3 separate regions of the Mus musculus genome follow, and all the other regions are linked to region 3. The links are chromatin contacts, called in public promoter capture Hi-C maps. All regions are on one chromosome and are shown on one strand. Each heading gives the region's core, a stretch centred on a gene start, on an enhancer-like site or on the middle of the called end of the contact. The rest is flanking DNA. Distances are from core to core; before and after follow the strand shown.

Region 1 (2,700 bases), core at 130-2,629, 540 kb before region 3:
GCAGAAGAGGACATTGGATCCCATTACAGATGGTTGTGAGCCACCATGTGGTTGCTGGGAATAGAACTCAGGACCTCTGGAAGAGCAGTCAGTGCTCTTAACGGCTGAGCCATCTCTCCAGCCCCCTAAGATGTTTTCTTAATTAGCGATTGAAGCAGGAGAGCCTGTCCATTGTAGGTGGTTTTATCCCTGGGCTGGTAGTCCTGGGTTTTATAAGAAAGCTGGCTGATATTGCTAGGACAAGCCAGTTAACAGCACCCCCCCACACACACACACCCTACGCCCCCCCAACCCTCCAGCCCCCCCAACACCCCCCCCCCCCAACTCCCGCCTCTGCATCAGCTTCTGCCTCCAGGTTCCAGGCCTGCTTAAGTTCCTTCCTATCCTGACTTCCTTTGGTGATGAACAGTAATGTTGAAGTATAAGCTAAATAAACTTTTTCCTTCCCAACTTGCTTTTTGATCATGGTGTTTCATTCAGGTGGTCCCTCCTGTCTCTGCTCTCTGCTTCTCTTTCCAGTACTGGGATTGAAGATGTATGTTTTTTTTTTTTCTTTGTTTGTTTCTTTGTTTGTTTTTTGAGACAGGCTTTTTCTCTATAGATCCCTAGCTATCCTGGAACTCAACTATGTCGACCAGGTAGCCTCCTGTGTGCTGGGATCAAAAGTATGCACCGCCACGCCCATGCGTAGCCACGCCCATGCCACTTTTCCTGCTGAGCCTTTTCTGAGAGCTAGTGGTGTGAACTCGGGTCCCAAAGCTTGTATAGCAAGTACTTTACCCACAGAGCTATCTCTTAGTCTCCCCTCACCCCCAAACTAAGTTTCACTAGCCCAGGTTAGCCTGAACTCCTATGTACTTGAGTATGCGTATGAACTCCTAATCCTCTTGCAAATACCGGAATTACAGATGTATGCCGCTATGCCAAGCTTAGGTGGAAATTTTTAAATGTCCAGTGCTTGATCATAGCCAATCAGGCGGGGCTGGTGAGATGGCTCAGTGGGTAAGAGCACCCGACTGCTCTTCCGAAGGTCTGGAGTTCAAATCCCAGCAACCACATGGTGGCTCACAACCACCCGTAATGAGATCTGATGCCCTCTTCTGGTGCGTCTGAAGACAGCTACAGTGTACTTACATATAATAAATAAATAAATCTTAAAAAAAAAAACTTATAAAAAAAACTTATATAACCAATCAGGCTAACTTAAATAAGAAAGTAATATTTAATAACTCATAAAACAGTGTTTTTGTATTTAGAAAGAAGCAGCTGCATTGAGACAACAGAAACGGATGAACTGGCGCTGCCCTTGGAGCCCTGCACCTGCAGCAGGGAGTCTGGCGCTGGTGGAGAAGCCCCGCCTCCTTCCCGGATCAAGCCGACAGCAAGCCAGGGGCTGTGTGATTGGTGCAAGCTGCTCTTAAAGGAGCACCAGCTGCCTCTCAGCTTCTCTGCTACAAAACCTCAGTGCCCACGAGAGTTGGATCAACAGGTGGCAAGGCGCTCATCCCTTGAAATTAAGATTTTTGTCTGCTTTAAATATATAAATAACATTTGCCACTACACCTTTATTTCTGACTGCTCTTAAACGTTTACTGTGTTCTGCATGTCTTGTTTATAAAATATTGGTTTATAATTTATAATTTATAACGTACATATTGCTCTATAAATTATGGTAATGATACCAGGAATAAAAATTAAGGATTTTTTAAATTCTATATTTTATTTATTTGCATTTCAAATGTTATCCCCTTTCCTGGTTTCCCCTCCACAAACCCCCTATCCCATGCCCCCTTCCCTCTGCTTTTATAAGAATGCTCCCCCACCCACCAACCCAACCCCTCCTCATCGCCCTGGCATTCCCCAACACTGGGTCATCAAGCCTTCACAGGACCAAGGGCATCTCCTTCCATTGATGCCAGATAAGGCCATCCTCTGCTACATATGCAGCTGGAGCCATGTGTACTCCTTGGTTGGTGGCTTAGTCCCTGGGAGCTCTGGGGGATCTGGTTGGTTGATATTGTTGTTCCTCCTATAGGGTTGCAATCCCCCCCCCCTTTTTTTTTAGAAGTTTACAGCATTAACAAAGGTTAAGAATCACTGGCTCTTGAAATTCCGCCCCCACCACCACTTCCTTTCAGCTTGCTTGAGCCCTGGCAAGGCTCCAGCAAGCCCTTCCTGTCAGCCCAACGTGCCAATAACAGCTTCCTCAGCCAATCAAGGTTCTTGCCATTTTCCCATCTTGTTAACCCCTTTCCTGTGCTGACACTGCCTTCGGCTTAAACCTAATCACACGGGAAACTGTTATGCTCTATAATGATATACCAGATAAAGGTCAGAAAGGGTGGTAGTCTCTTTATGGAGTATGTTTTTGGGGTTAAAAAGTTTTATTTTGATATTAGAAGAGCTTCAATTCAAAACTGACTTTTAAGGCTCAAACATAACAGAGATAGATAACCAGTATCCTTGTAAATGATCAAATAATTTAATCTGTTCAGAAATATATAAGAAGCCATGCTAAGAACTGATGCAGTTAATTTCAAGATTAAGCTTTATTTAGTCTTCTGTTTTATATTTTCAAGGTATAGTTTAGAGCAGATAACTAAAAACAGGTAGGTACTAGCCCTCAAACCAGTCAGAGATCTCCTGAATGTGGCATTTAGTATGTTTAAACTTACCACGACAGACAGAGACTCCCAAATC
Region 2 (2,769 bases), core at 91-2,590, 610 kb after region 3:
TTAGTGAAACTCTTTCTTAGAGCAAAGAGCTATTGATTCATGTAGAAACAATGCCCAAGAACTGGAAATGTAGCTCAGGGCTAAAGCATATGCCTCACATATAGAAAGCCCTGGATTCAATCTCCAGTACTGAAAAAGAGAGGGAAAAAAATAAAAAATAAGCCGGGAAGTGGTGGCACACGCCTTTAATCCCAGCCCTCGGGAGGCAGAGGCAGGCGGATTTCTGAGTTTGAGGCCAGTCTGGTCTACAGAGTGAGTTCCAGGACAGCCAGGGCTATACAGAGAAACCCTGTCTTGAAAAACCAAAAGAAAGAAAGAAAGAAAGAAAGAAAGAAAGAAAGAAAGAAAGAAAGCAAGCAAGCAGGGCACAGGTAGGGGGAATGGGGATGCAGCTCAGTTGGTAAAGTGCTTGCCTAGAATGCCTGAGGCCCGCCAGCCCTGCTTTTAATTCCCACAACTAGATAAACTGGGAATGGTGAAAACACATCTAAATCTCAATATTTATGAGGTGGGAGTAGGAGATGGAATTCAAGGCCAGACTCAGTTAGAGAGCAAGTTTGAGGCCAGCTGGGCCCCATAATATAGTCTTTCTTAAAAAAAAAAAAAAAGGGAAGGAATCCAGGGTTTTCTCTAAAGACTGGTGCGAGTCTTAAGAAATCAGGCGAGTCCAACTGCCCCTCAGAACATCATAAAGATCATGACAAAGATAACCTCAGACCTGTTTTAGAGTCCGGGTGAAAATAAAGTGGTTTCTTACTCTCCGACTTTGTCCTCTGTATCCATCTTTCCGGCTAGGTTCTGTCTAAGGGTCTTGCTGGTTTTTAAGAGGTTACTGTTCACATGACTCAGGCAGGCCACCTGCAATACAAAGTAATTATGAAGGAGAAAACTGTTGCCTACCTTTCCCTTTGATATCTTAAAGAGAATGTGGTCCTTTTTTTTTTTTTTTAATAGATACAGCAAGCTTTTAGATTTGAACTGTTAAAGGAAAGTTCCTTGGGCTGTACAGATGGCTCAATGGCTAGGGTTGAGAGCAGATCTTGCTCTTGCAGAGGATTGCTAGTGGGCATCAATGTTAGCCGGTTCACAACCACTTGTAATTCTAGCTCTTGAGGATCAGATACGCTCTCTGCAGTCTGCAAGTACTTCTCATGCACGTGTGCATGCATACATACATATATACATACACACACCACAAAGAAAGATCTTTTTTTTCCTTGAGACAGTCTCTCTCTCCCTCCCTCCCTCTCTCCCTCCCCCAGTCTCTCCCCCCCACCCCCCATCCTGGATGTCCTGGAACTTAACATGTAGACCAGGATGGCCTTGAACTCACAAAGACACGCCCCTCCCTCACCTCTGCCTCCAAGTGCAGGAATTAAAGGAGTATGCCACCACACCCTGCTACATACACTTACTTTTAAAAGAGAAGGTCCACACAAAGCTGTGATAATTGTAAACAGCTCTCCCACTATAGAGAAAGAGCCCTGCTTTTGCCATTAAATATGAATAAAGGCAATAAGGTATTCTAAAACTGTGGTTTTCAATAAGTTAGAGTTATGCAGGACATTTTTAAAACAAATATATGCCCAACTTCCAAAACAAAGAGACCTAGAGTTAGTCTGTCAGTATGGAAGGACCAGACACTAGCATTCGAAACAAAACAACAGGGGGCTGGAAAGATGGTTCAGTAGTTAAAAGCACTGACTATTCTTCCAGAGGCCGGAGTTCAATTCCCAGCAAAAACATGGTGGCTTACAACCATCTGTAATGGTATCCAATGCCCTCTTCCCATGTGTCTGAAGACAGCTACAGTGTACTCTTATAAAATAAAATAAATAAATCTTTTAAAAAACAAAACAGCAACAAGAAAAACCAACAGGGCTGGTGAGATGGCTCGGCAATTAAGAGCACTGTCTGCTCTTCCAGAAGACCCAGGTTTGATTCCCAGCACCCACATGGTAGTTAACAAATGTCTGTAACTCCAGTTCCAGGGAATTCAGTGCATATAATATGCAGACATAAATGCAGACAAAATACTTATATACACAAAAAATAAACAAACATAAATAATAAACAAAATCAACAACAACAAAGTCATTCTGAAGAGCAGCTAGGGTTAAAACCGCTAGTTTAATTCATATAAACACACAACACCAATTAGAGCAGTGTCATTGGACAGAAGTCCACTTGAATGTCTGGCTTCTGGTTTATCAGGTTCATATTCCAGAACCTGGAATTGTACCAATCCTCTACTCAGCACTTTTCTTTTTTTAACTATTCACATATCTTTATTTTATTTTACATGTATAGGTGTTTTGACTGCATGTACATCTGTGTACCTTTTGCATGCAGTGCCCAAAGAGGGCAGAAGAGGGCATCAGATTGCTTGAAACTGGTTACTAAAGATTTTGAGCCACCATGTAGCTGGGAGTTGATCCTGGGTCCTCTGGAAAGCAGTGCTTTTACAATGAGCCATCTCTCCAGCCTAGTCATCATTTTTCAATCATGTGCAGTGTACTGGAAATTCTTTAAGGATGTGCACTAAACCCACCAACCATCAAACACTACATTTATGGCAGTATTATCTAGACTTTCTTACTTCTAATTCCTTGATGTCCTTTGATTTTAGGAACATTTTAATGGTTGAGACCATATTTTGTGCACATGAATACAATGTGATTTCTTCCGTAGCCACAGCCTTTTGGTAGTTGTCATGTATGTAAGCCAGAAGCTCCTCCTCGGTTTTAAATTCTGTGGGGGTGAAAAAGA
Region 3 (2,893 bases), core at 102-2,601:
TACTTGTCAGTTGTTTTCATTCTATTCCCAGACTCTTGAGGCCAAGTATCTGGGGGTAAAAAAAATGATCAAAATCTATAATCACAAAACCAAGATTCTTAGAAATTACAAAGCCTTGTCACCCAACTCGTTGCAGAAAATTATTTTATAAATTCGAAAACGGCATTCAGCCTTTTACTCAAAGAGTCAGTTCTGATTGGATTTCCAATCGGGCACTCCCAAGCAGTGCCCGGGAATTTTCTTTTTAATAGAGGATTCTTTTTATTTATTTTCATAGGTGCGTCGGTGTTTTTCCTAGATGTATGTCTGTATGTGAGGGTGTCAAAAATCACCTGGAACTGGAGTTAAAGACAGTTGTGAGCTGCCTTGTGAGTGCTGGGAAATTGAACCCACCTCCTCTGGGAGAGCAATCAGTGCTTTTAGCCGCTAAACCATCTCTCTAACCCCGCCTGGGAATCTTAAAACGACCGGAAAAGAATTCGAATTTGTTAACTTGCAAGGAAATAAAGCCTTTCTTTCTTTCTTTCTTTTTTTTTTTTTTTTTTTTTTTTTTTTTTTTTTTTTTGTGACAGGGTTTCTCTGTGTAACCCTGGCTGTCCTGGAACTCACTCTGTAGCCCTGGCTATCCTCGAACTCAGAAATCCGCCTGCCTCCGCCTCCCAAGTGGTGGGATTAAAGGCGTGTGCCACCACTGGCCGGCTCAAGCCGTCTTCCTAACTCAAGTAAAAACGCGGAACTGTAAGACACGAAGAAAAAACGATACATTTAAAACTTTAAGGTTAAAAAAACTTCAGGGCTTTTTGTACTGTCTCACTCCGTAGCCCAGGTTAGTCTTAAACTACATCTCCTAGGCTAAACTCGAATCGATTTTGTTCTAGCCTCCCGAGCAATGCGATTACAGACTATACTCAAGAGATGAGAAGCCCACACCATTACATGCTCAGCGTTTACACAGAGAAGAGGCCGAGTAGCCGCGACTTGCGGCGGCACCTGAGCTCGGCCGCCAGCTACGCCAGGCCTGAGACAAACCCACCCCGGCCTCGAGGAAGCGTGTCAACCCCGCGCTGTCCCCGCTGCTCGCCCCGCTAGTGGCCTCGGGCACAGATGCCCTCCGGAGCCGGCTTCGAGCGCCCCAGCCACAGACATCGGTGCCTGAAGACCGGCGAACCCAGCTTGTCGAACCTGGTACCAGACCCGCACCTCAGTAATGGGTCCCGCCCCTAAGAGACCCGCACCTTCTCCTCATGGTGGACGCTCCAAGCTGTCCAGAATCGAGACCCTCCACTTGCCACGCGCGGGACGGAGAACGGTAACCAGCCGCAGCAGACTTCACCCGGAGTCCGTCTCCACTCTCGAGCCGTTGGACCCCGCGGAATTCAAACCGAGCCAGAGGCGGTGCCAAATGACAATTGGTTACCGCGTCCGCCACTCACGGAGCCCCGCCCTCGTCCCGCCCCTCCTGCGAAGGGCTGCTGCCTAGGCCTGGGATACAGAGACCGCCTAGGGCGTGGGAAGCGCTTGCACGGGGAGCGTGCGGGCCTCAATATGCGCATGCGTGCACCTATGCCCGCCTCAAGGGTGGGGTGTAGGGGTGTGGCCGATGATGTCACCGGTACCCACTGAGTTGCTGCCGTTGGGTTTCAAATTTTTGTGCTTCCTGAGAAGTATTGGGTAGACTGCCAGAACAGCTCGACTTCTTGCTACTCTCCAATGTCCCAAGAGGAGCAGGGACTAGCAGGAAAGCTTAGAAGGAAAAAAAAACCAGGCTCTTGGTCCTGGTACCTTAGTGGACAAGTTTATCGCATTTAATCATTAGAACACACCTGTTAATAATGATCATCACTATCCTGAAGAAAAAGATTTGAGTAGCTTTTCCAGAACGTAGGCGGCAGAGACAGGACAGGGAAATAGTTTGGGCTACAGGAAAAAACTGACTTGCCCAATTTAGCTGTGAGCAAATGGTGATTTGGGCTTTGTTTTTCTTGCACATTATAAGATTTAGGTAAATCAGGAAAACTCCACAATTTGAACATGACATCAAAGTATTTGTGTAGCCGGGCGTGGTGGCGCACGCCTTTAATACCAGCACTTGGGAGGCAGAGGCAGGCGGATTTCTGAGTTCGAGGCCAGCCTGGTCCGCAAAGTGAGTTCCAGGACAGCCAGGGCTACACAGAGAAACCCTGTCTCGAAAAACCAAAACAAACAAACAAACAAACAAAAAACAAAAACAAAAAACAACCAAAGTATTTGTGTGTCCTTTTCTTCCCACTGACCCATAGCATCTGTATCCCATTTTCAATGATTTACTATTACCTAATACACTGCTATGGGAGTATCTCCTTTGCTACTCAGACTAAAATTTGTAATAAAGCTGAGATGAATTTCTTTTTTGCTACCTCCTCCAAAATGATTTGTAGAAGTGTAATTATTGAATTCTCCTTTGCGAAGAGGTACTTATTAACCTATCTTCTGCACCAAACTTTACCTGGAGTATCCTTGTTACCCACAGCACTGGTGATTAGCAATGCGCTTTTAAACCACTAGCTTCCATCTATAGGCCCAAAATAAAACAAAATCTAGTTTATACTGAATTATAACTAAAATTGTCTGCTTTTCTGTATTGGTCAACTGTACCATCTATAAGAGTCTCATTATTTGCTTCTCTTTTTTATGATAAATACATTTATTAAATTTGTGTGTGTATATGGGGTGGTCATGTGTGGAGAATAGAGGGCAACTTAAAAGATTCAGTTTTCTCCTCCCACTGCATGGGTCTAGGAAGTAGAATCCAAAGCTGTGATTCTCAAAATGTGGGTCTTGAGCCCTTTGGGGGGGGGGGGGTGTCAAATAGCCCTATCACAGGAGTAGAATAGCAGACATCCTACATAACAGA

Evidence for each region. Promoter capture Hi-C pulls out the DNA fragments that hold promoters and counts their contacts.
Region 1: a promoter capture Hi-C map of pre-B cells shows a contact between it and region 3, with 4 times the contacts expected there. The contact joins the enhancer-like site here to the promoter of Prc1 in region 3. A contact is called at or near these places in 5 of 39 promoter capture datasets (the C10 cell line, liver, neutrophils and 1 more), 2 of 115 datasets of contacts at active chromatin or transcription factors (astrocytes and memory CD8 T cells) and 1 of 9 other capture datasets (macrophages).
Region 2: a promoter capture Hi-C map of embryonic stem cells shows a contact between it and region 3, with 2.5 times the contacts expected there. The contact joins the enhancer-like site here to the promoter of Prc1 in region 3. A contact is called at or near these places in 6 of 39 promoter capture datasets (cranial neural crest, embryonic stem cells, frontonasal cranial neural crest and 1 more), 13 of 484 Hi-C or Micro-C datasets (embryonic stem cells, erythroblasts, neural progenitor cells and 1 more), 6 of 115 datasets of contacts at active chromatin or transcription factors (embryonic stem cells, epiblast stem cells and extraembryonic endoderm stem cells) and 1 of 9 other capture datasets (embryonic stem cells).

Annotation. Positions count from the first base shown.
Region 1 is chr7:80,831,855-80,834,554 of GRCm38.p6, reverse strand. No RefSeq gene overlaps it. Among named protein-coding and RNA genes, the nearest start is that of Zscan2, 28 kb to the left of the region's middle. Within about 2 kb of position 1,379, at least 161 of the 459 cell types and tissues checked have an H3K27ac peak or open chromatin away from gene starts, as enhancers often do. A contact at or near this core is called in memory CD8 T cells and pre-B cells, where this site is marked.
Region 2 is chr7:79,678,997-79,681,765 of GRCm38.p6, reverse strand. Ticrr (TOPBP1-interacting checkpoint and replication regulator) reads right to left here. Exons shown (of 22, transcript NM_029835.1): 8 at 2,600-2,751; 9 at 758-858. Among named protein-coding and RNA genes, the nearest start is that of Ticrr, 20 kb to the right of the region's middle. Within about 2 kb of position 1,340, at least 3 of the 459 cell types and tissues checked have an H3K27ac peak or open chromatin away from gene starts, as enhancers often do. A contact at or near this core is called in embryonic stem cells, where this site is marked.
Region 3 is chr7:80,292,934-80,295,826 of GRCm38.p6, reverse strand. Prc1 (protein regulator of cytokinesis 1) reads right to left here and starts at 1,351. Exons shown (of 15, transcript NM_001374624.1): 1 at 1,236-1,351. The coding sequence starts at 1,246. It also overlaps a transcript of Rccd1 not described here.